2 separate regions of the Gossypium hirsutum genome follow, and region 2 is linked to region 1. The links are chromatin contacts, called in public Hi-C maps. All regions are on one chromosome and are shown on one strand. Each heading gives the region's core, a stretch centred on a gene start, on an enhancer-like site or on the middle of the called end of the contact. The rest is flanking DNA. Distances are from core to core; before and after follow the strand shown.

Evidence for each region. A called contact is a pair of places that touch in the nucleus more often than the background predicts.
Region 2: a Hi-C map of seedling shows a contact between it and region 1, with 2.4 times the contacts expected there. The contact joins the promoter of LOC107948424 here to the promoter of LOC107948296 in region 1. A contact is called at or near these places in 2 of 34 Hi-C or Micro-C datasets (leaf and seedling).

The regions. Positions count from the first base shown.
Region 1 is chrA04:51,544,977-51,549,550 of Gossypium_hirsutum_v2.1, forward strand. LOC107948296 reads left to right here and starts at 2,775. Exons shown (of 1, transcript XM_016882795.2): 1 at 2,775-4,044. The coding sequence starts at 2,936. The coding sequence ends at 3,760.
Region 2 is chrA04:51,774,254-51,778,990 of Gossypium_hirsutum_v2.1, forward strand. LOC107948424 (heterogeneous nuclear ribonucleoprotein Q) reads right to left here and starts at 3,250. Exons shown (of 9, transcript XM_016882964.2): 1 at 3,047-3,250; 2 at 1,662-2,412; 3 at 1,471-1,587; 4 at 1,115-1,255; 5 at 826-999; 6 at 530-737; 7 at 253-425. The coding sequence starts at 2,036.

The DNA.
Region 1 (4,574 bases), core at 1,525-4,024:
CCCGATAAATCAGCAAGGTAATCTTCATTCTCATGAAATTTAACTGAAAAATAGTCATTTTCTAAGTCCAGAATTTGTAATGGATGTTCCGTTTTCTAGATGGCCTGTAACTTGCTAGACATGGTGAGATAAGAGATCCTTCTACCAAGGAGTTTAGCAATTACATTCCGAGACATCCTTTGGGCAATATACTAATGTATTCGTTCAAAGAAAGTAATAGAGGGGATACCAGTAATGACCTCATTTGTAGCATCACCTTCCATTAATTCAAAATCCTCCTCTTTCTGAGGTTTCTCACCATTAGCACTATTACCCATCAATTTATTTTTCCACAACTCGTTTGTACCACACTCTAGTTCACCGTCGTTCCTTTTGCGTCTACCATGGGATCATTTAGATTAGGTGGTTACTTTGGTCTACGACATATTTTCCTAGTTGAACGTCCAATATCGCTACTGGAAGACAGCATTACACAAACACTTTTCTCTATTTTTTTCTATTTTAATATTATGTTTGAGTGATGTATGAATCCATGTAATATTTACCACAAATCATTTCAGTTTGTTTAAAAAAGTAATTTTTATTCATGTTCATGCTCCATAATGTTTTGACTTAAATTATTAAAATAAAAATTTCATCCTAATTAAATTTAGAGAAAGTATATTTTTACTTAAATTTTTTATTTTAAATTTTACTCAATTAATGTATTACTATTAATCGTGCATTTAAAAAAATTACTCGATTAAGAGTCCGTTCCAATTATTTGAGAAAAAATCAAAATTTTAAATTATATATTTAAAGCACTTGTCTTATAATAATAATAATAATAATAATAATAATAATAATAATAATAATAATTTGATTTATGGTTCATGCCTGTTTTTACTTTTAATTTTTAAAATGTTTTACTTAAAAAAGAGCCTACCCATAAAATGACTTGCGGATCAGTATTTGCTATGCATATTTATCGCATTATTTGAAGTGTTGTTATTAATCATATATATTCAAGGGTTTGATGTTCTTTTTTTTTCTCTTTGTGATGTGACCTATTTTTATTTTCTTATATTCTTTTTTATTATTTCAATTTATCTAATTGTAACCTAAATTTATTTGCAAAATATTAAAATATAGTTATTTAGTATAAATAAATTAAATATATTTATGATTATTTTTAAAATTCTCAAATGAAATTAAATACAAAACCTAGTCATATCATAATTAATATTATCAGGTCCATCTAACCTAAATAGTGATAGTGATGAAAAGGTGGATGAGGAGATTTGTTAGAATCAAGCTGTTGTCTCTCCTTTTGTCCAACTGGTTCATACCTAATGAACTCCGGCTTTCCTCCTACCCCAACATCATATTACCCAACTAATCATTACCTGCTGTAACTTCAATTTTCATATTACATTTTATGCCTTTTTTATAATATAAATTATATATATATGCTTACATTTTTATAAATTTTGACTTCCCAACAATTTCTTTTATAAAATTTTATTATAATATCATCAAATCTTTGAATTATTCATCTAAATTAATTAATTAATTATATTTACATCTCGCAAACTGATCTTATAGAATACCTTGCGAACTAGAAACTCACAAGAACCAAATCCTACCAACTAGGGCTTAGAGAGCTTCCACCTCGCGAACCCACAACAATGTGAGCACAAATTATGATGACACCTCTGAAAAAAGCAACATATCCAAACATCATATTTACTATTATCCTTATAAAGCAACCCTTACTTAAAAGAAAAAGTGATATCAATAGATCGACTGATCAACTATAGAGAATATGAAATCGGTGAAAGACAAACACATGATGCCTCGAGAAGGGTTTCAGGATCTCCTCTCTATTCACTAGCATCTTGTTTTACTCATGAGTATTCATAACGCTTCTTACAGCTCTCTACATGAATCGTGACTAACCACTGTAAACTTTATTTGATATAAATGAAATCAATAATATATATTTGCACACGCGTTTACGGTATGCAGTAAAACTAAATAAATTATATGAATTTGTTTTAGTGGATTTGGTTGAGCATAAAACGAGAAAGGAAGACAAAAGGATCTAGAAGAAAAAGAACACGCACTATGCTAATAATTTCTATCTAACTTTTTGGACGATTGTGGATATATTTTCTATTACATATATGAAAAATAAAATTTGTCCATGTTTACCTATATCCATCAAGCAACCATTACCTTTACGTCATGCATGAAGTGGTTTACTACTGCTACTAGTATCTGGATTTCGCAAGCAAAGAATTTCTGTGGGTTCTTTTCTATTTCCTAATTACATATTCTATTAATTCAAAACAATTCTGAATCCCATTTTTTAAATTATATGTTTTGATACTTTTTAATTATATTTAGCTGCTTATATTTTGAATTTTAATAACATTTTAATCAAAATTACTTATTTAGAATATGGATATTAACATACAATAAATAATGAAATTTATTATTTTAAATTAATTAATAATAAAATATAAAATAATTAAAATAGAAATTTAAACACATAAATGCATCATATAAAAAAAATATTAAATACATTATTTATGTAAATGTTATTGATGATATAAATGTTATGGCACCATTTAAATTTTTATTGCATTTTTAATAAAAATAAAAATACCTCCAAATAAATATTTTTAAAACGTTATAATTTCAAAGAATTTATCTAAATATCACTTTTATCTGAATCAGAAATAATCTCAAACCATAAAAAGAAAGCAAACGCTAGTCAACAACGTTGAAACTCTCCCTCCCAAAACATCAATTTTTCTCTCAATTTTCCGAAAGAAAAAAGCAATTTACTTTTTTTTTTATATATATAAATATTCTCAATTCGACTTTCCTCTCTGTCAAACTTCTACCCTTTTCTACATTCAAGTGCGCGTGTTTTTTTTTCCTTCGTACAATGCCACAGGGCAATTTAGAAACCCTTGTTTCCGCCTGTGCCGGTGGCTCTTGCGACAACAAAATCATTTGCGAGACTTTAGCAACCAGCGAAAGTGATTCCGACGACCACCTCCACCCGGCGGAGAAACATATTGAAGAAGAAATCCCATCGGATTTCCCGCCAGAATCGTTTTGGTTATCCAAAGACGCCGAGTTCGACTGGTTCGATCGTAACGCTTTTTACGAACGGAAAGATTCGCATAAAGGAAATTCAGGTCCCAACTCTGCAAACCTCAACCCTAATCTTAACTCGATCTCCAATTCTCAACGCTTTTCTCTTAGAAAGCCTAAAGCTTCCATCATCGGCTTACCGAAACCGCAGAAGTCTTGCTTTGTCGAAACGAAGAACAGGAAACCTGGGAACACTAGATTGTTTCCTAAACGGCCTGGCTCAGTTAAATCGGATCGGCCAGTTGTTGAACCATCTTCGCCTAAGGTTTCTTGTATGGGAAGAGTGAGATCGAAGCGTGACCGTAATGGCCGGCTAAAAAGGAACAGCCAAAAATCGACCGGAGTTGAAACAGTTAAAGAGAAAACGACGGGCAAAAGAAGCGGTTTATTTTCAAGTTTTCGTGCTATTTTCAGGTCCAGTGGGAAAGCAAGTGAATCAGACGCGCTTCCAGTAGCCCCGTCGCCGCCAGGGAATAGGGACATTAGGTCTCGTTTGCCACCAGATGATCGTGACGCAATATCGATAGAGCCTGAAATTATGGAGAGTGAACCGGTCAGTCTAGGTGGAATGAAGCGGCTTGCATCCGGTAGGAGATCGGAGCCGTTAATCTGAGGTGCGTGATGACAGTTGTGGGGCACAGCTCAAGCGCTGTTTGGTCTGCGGTCGTAGTTGGGTAACTTGCGGGTCCCGCCTATTTTTCAAAATTCTCTTTCGTGGTGACGTTACACGATGATTGACTGTTTTGACAAAGTAAGAAAAATGAAATGCACATTGATTTTTCCTATTCCTTTTTTTTTTTTAATTTTGATTTGGTTTTACTTGATACAAGGGTCTGTAGATACGGTTGTAAATTTTTTTGTTGTTATTTTAATAAAATTTCACGAGTATCATGTAAATTTCATATTTCAATTAATAATTAATTAAAAATGGTTAATATATAAAAATCAATTTTAAAAGGTAAGTTGATTGTACTTTATAACTAGTAAAAGTTAGATTTGTAAAAGGAGAGCATGATTTTTTTAAGTAAGTCCATAAAAGCAACATTGATTAAAACATGACACTTTTTTTTTTCTTTTAGGTAATGGAGCACACTTTTGTTTAATGAAAAAAAAAGTGTTAAATAACAGCTAAAAAGATTACACAAAAGCTTTGGGTTGATGTTTTGATTGCTATGACTGAATGCCAAATACAGCCATTTATTTTATACAAACACAGTTTTGTTTATCTATTTAAATTCAAATATGTAGTCTTTTTATTTATTTGATAACATTTTTTCTAAATTTAAATGTATTGTATTCAACTTTTTATTCAAAAGTCATAACATTTTTAACTAAATTCTGTTAAATATCAATTAATAGAGATTAACTTTTAAAAATGTAAAGAGTACAGGGACTGCTGAAAAAATTAGACCAATGGTTTAACAAAA
Region 2 (4,737 bases), core at 2,000-4,499, 230 kb after region 1:
GGTCCCACATAACACCCAATGCAGCTTAAAGTCATAATCAAAAGTTTGCAATGAAAAGAAATTAAAAAAAAATAACAACTTAAATTACCCAAAAGAGCACTGCTTTTGGCAGCATTCAAATTTCCAGAAGAAACCTGTCAAACTATTTCCTTTCCCAACTATGTCCAAAGAAACCATAACAAATGAAAAGAGAAAAGCCTGGAGGACAAAGTGACAAAAAAAGAGAGATAGAGAAGTAAAAGAGCATCTCACCTGTCCAAATCCTGCAGGACCAAATCCTGTTCCAAGACCACCATATGCCCCCCCAAGTAAACCAAATCCTAATGGAGGGAAGCTTGAATCTAAGGTTGACTTCTGGGAGCCAGATCCTCCAGAAGATTTCTGGTCTGCTTGTGGTTTTGCAAGAGAACACTCCAACACTTGACCTGTCAATAAGAGAAAATACAACAAAATATCATCAATAATGCCTTTATACTCCGAGGAAATGCAAGAAGTTGATAATAGCAGTAAGGTAAGGAGCATAGTATACCATCAATCTCATATTTTTCAGTATTCTTCAATGCTTTCATAACACTTGACCTCTCTGCAAAATGCACAAACCCATACCTGCTGTCCTCCTTTCCCGCTTTTGCAGGAGGAACTACAACTTTTGTGATCTTTCCATGATGTTCAAACAGCTTCTTTAGGCGATCCTGAGTTATATCTCGTGGTAAATTCTTGACATACAATGACTTAACCTGCACCATGTCAAACATTATTACTATACAACTGTCAATGCAAATCCCCAGCTAAGTATGGCCAACATTAAAGTATAGATTAGAAAACCTGAGTAGTAGCAGAAGATTCAGCATTTCTAGGGTCAGCCCAACTCACTGTTGGAGCATTATCATCAAGCTTAAATGTTGGCTTCAACATTTTCTGTCTCGAGTATTCAGCACATGCATGATTAGAGTACTCAATGAAAACAAATCCACGGTTTCGGCCGGGGTTCATTGGATCCTGCCACGTCAAGCACATGCCATCAAAAACTAATACAGGCTGGCACATAAGTAATGGAATATTAAACTGAATCAGTCTCATAAACTGGGATACGACAGACAATATATGCACAAACCTTCAACAATTCAATACAACCGACTCCAGGCCCAACATCATTTACAACCCTCCTCATAACTTCCTCCCCCCAGTTTCTGGGAACATTACCAATGAACAACTTATTCTTTGCTTGAGAAGTTGAACATTTTATCTTCTTCCCCTGAAGAAGACAAAAAGGAGAAAACAAGAAAACAGATATATGTTACAAAGGAGAAAATATAAGTGAAAAAGAAATGATGCCACAATTCATCAATGTATATATTCATAGGAAGCAAAAAGGGAGAGGAATACTAACACAAATAAATAACAGCATATATTATTATGTTAAGCCCTGCTAGAATCTGTTAACACAAAAAGCTGTGCATTCTTCCTCACCTTGAATTCAGAATAATTCAGTCTTTCAATAGCTTTGGATGCTAACTCTTTGGATCTGAACGTCACAAAAGCATAACCATTGCCCTCACCTAAATCCTTCCCCTTCATTATCCTAACCTGCAGTCATTATATTTACGCATCTAGTCAGTCAAAATAAGCATACAGGCAGCGCATTGATATTAGCAATGTACCTCTATGACTTCTCCTATAGATTCACAAAATCTCTTCAAGTCCTCTTTAGAAGTGTCATGAGGAATGCCACCAATGTAGACCTCTGATCCATGAGGAGGAAGTGCAAGAAGTTCTGCATGTTTCTTTTTCTTTTCTTCCTCTGTCTCAGAATCATTCAACTCCTCATCACCATCAGAGCCTTTTTGAACATCAACAAGCTCAGCATTCTCATTCTCATCCTCATCTTCCACCTCTTCTTCAACCTCTTCCTCAACTTCCACTTCCTCCTCTTCCTCTATTTCTTCATATTCAACCTCTTCCCCTATAGTCTCCTCTTGCTCATTGTCCCCTTCAAGGTCTACCTGCTCTTCATTCTCTTCCCTTGTCCTTGACATTTTATGTATCTAATAAAGCAAGCTTGCAAGACAACTGTGAAGGAAGCACAGAAGCCAGAAGCATTGACAAAAGAAAAGAGTACAAATGTGGAAAGTAGGAAAAAAATGAGAGGCCAATGGAGTTGCAAAATAAGACTTTTGACTGAATTTTTTCCATGAGGATATATGGCTTCAAAGGAGTCGCAGCTAGAGTGGTTCTCAGAAAAGAGAGTTCCAGAATAGTAAAAACAAAGAAAAAAAAGCAATAGACACAGGCAAAGAGAGTTGTGAGTGATAATCAAGAGGATTCTGATGTCAACAAAGTATTCTTGAAACTAGATAAAAGATACAGACAATTGCCCAAGAAAACGGCCAGTTTCATCGATTACTTATATATCTGGGAAATTCATTCACCAAAAGGGGAAAAAGGGAAGAAAAACAAAAAGGCAGAAAATAAGTAATGAGAAATTGAACCTAAAGGCATAAAATATAGAAATAGAAGGAATACAATAAGAGATTCCAGCAAAAGAGAAAAACAGATTTGCAAAGAAATATTTCTTATTATAACGCAGCAATGGCCAAAGCAAATGGAGAAAAAGGTTTAATAATTAATTTAACAATTTGCTAGCAGCCCGTCTTTCAAATTTTCGATCCATATTATGTGTATATTATATATATGAAAAAGATATAAAGGGCTCAGTTTTCCTTACTTCTTTTATTTTTGAACTTACCTCGCTAATTCGCTAACAATTTATGAAACTCCAAACATCAAAGATAGAAAATACAATTTTCTTTTTCTTTTTTTTTTCAAATTTCACTATATTTATATCTTAGCGTTTAGCAATAACTTCAACAATTTAATAAACAGGAAAAAGAAAAGCATACAAGCATTTCGAATTCAATATATCCTGAAACGTCGATTGATTAGGAAATATATATATATTAAACATTCAGCACTAAAAGCAAAGAAGATATTGGTGATTATGTATACAAAAATTTCGGGGGGAAAAGAAGAAGAAAAGAGTGCTTACCGAGCTCGAAATATTGAAGAATGAGAGGAAAACCCTAATAAGGGATTTTGTTACGGAAAACCCTAATTTGTGAGATTAAAAGAGGAGCTTTTAATTTCGCAGGGGCTTCAGAATCGGTGTTGTACCCTACAGATAGCAATAGAATGAATGGTGTTTTGTTTATTATTATGTTTTATATATGGGGATTGAGGAGGGGCTACTAACGGCCAGCTTAAGATAATTGAGAAATTTAAACGATTTTGGAAAAAAAATATTAAATTTAAAAATTAAATTAAAACTAAAAATTTTGGTTTAAAATATAAATTTAATAATTAATATTTTGAAGTTCAAATTTATATATAATTTTTAAGTTCATAATATATTTTCATTTCATATAATTAATGTAAGTATTTATTATTAAAAAAACTAATAATTAAAACAGAATGTTAAATAATAATTTAAAAGAACTTTCCATTACCTAAACCATAATTTAATTAATTATACAATATTAAAAAACTATATCTTTATTTAGAAAATTGCAATGTTATAAATCCCGTACTTTCAATTTTTCTATCTTCATTTTTTATCTCTCTAAATAAATTAATTATATTATTAATGTATTAAATAATATTATTATTTGTAGCGAAGAAAATAAATGTTAATATTTAGTACATAATATATTTTTTTTATTTTACAAGTAATTTTAAAAAATTATTGTATGTCTCTTTTTTAATACTTTATTATACCACTATAAGACATTTGTCAATCTTCTCTTTTTTTTAATATTTTTTAATATTTTATTATACTGTATAAGACTTTGTCAACTTTCTAACTTTACTCGTGGAGTCTAAAAACTTACATCAAATATTTTCTTTTTTCAAAATTAGTTTTAATATGATAATAAAATATTAATATATGAAAATTTTAAGTTTTAATAAAGGTAGTAGAATTGATATTATAGTTTAATTTATTTTGTATATATAATAATGATTTAAAATGATGAAATTAAGCATTAAGTATTAATTTTAACGTCAAAATATAATTTCTATTTTTTTGGTACATTTATAATATAATTACTATATTTATATTAGTTTTGCAATGGTAGGATTGAAGTAAGATGTATGATTTTATAATATTGTAGATTCACTGATAAAACCCAAGAAGAGAGGGGTGGGGATGGTGTAATCTAATGCAAAAACTAAAGATTGAACTGCAACACAAGCAGAGGAGGAATGCTTGATGGATTGGTGAATTCTTTTAAATGGTGCAATTGAGGGGAAATCTAGGATCGGAGGAAATTATTTTCAGAGCTGAGGACTAATGTATTTTCTCTTCTTCCCTAAAATTAATATATATATATTATTAATTTATAAATATTACTTATTCTTCTTAAATGAATAAATACAAAAAAGAATTATTCAAATGATTTTATCTATTATTAATAATTACTTATTGTTAGTACGTTGAATCTAGCTCCAACTTCATTGTATTGTTTAAATCATAAAAAAACTCTATTATATGAAAATGTAGAATAGAATTTTTTTTTTAATGTAAATTTAATAATATAATGAATGAAAAGAAGTATTCTTTAATTTTTTAATATTCGTGTTTTTATATATATTATTATTTTTCATTTATTTTATATATATAATTTATATTTTATGAAAAATCAATATAATATGTTAATGTTAAAAAATGTTTTAATATTTAAA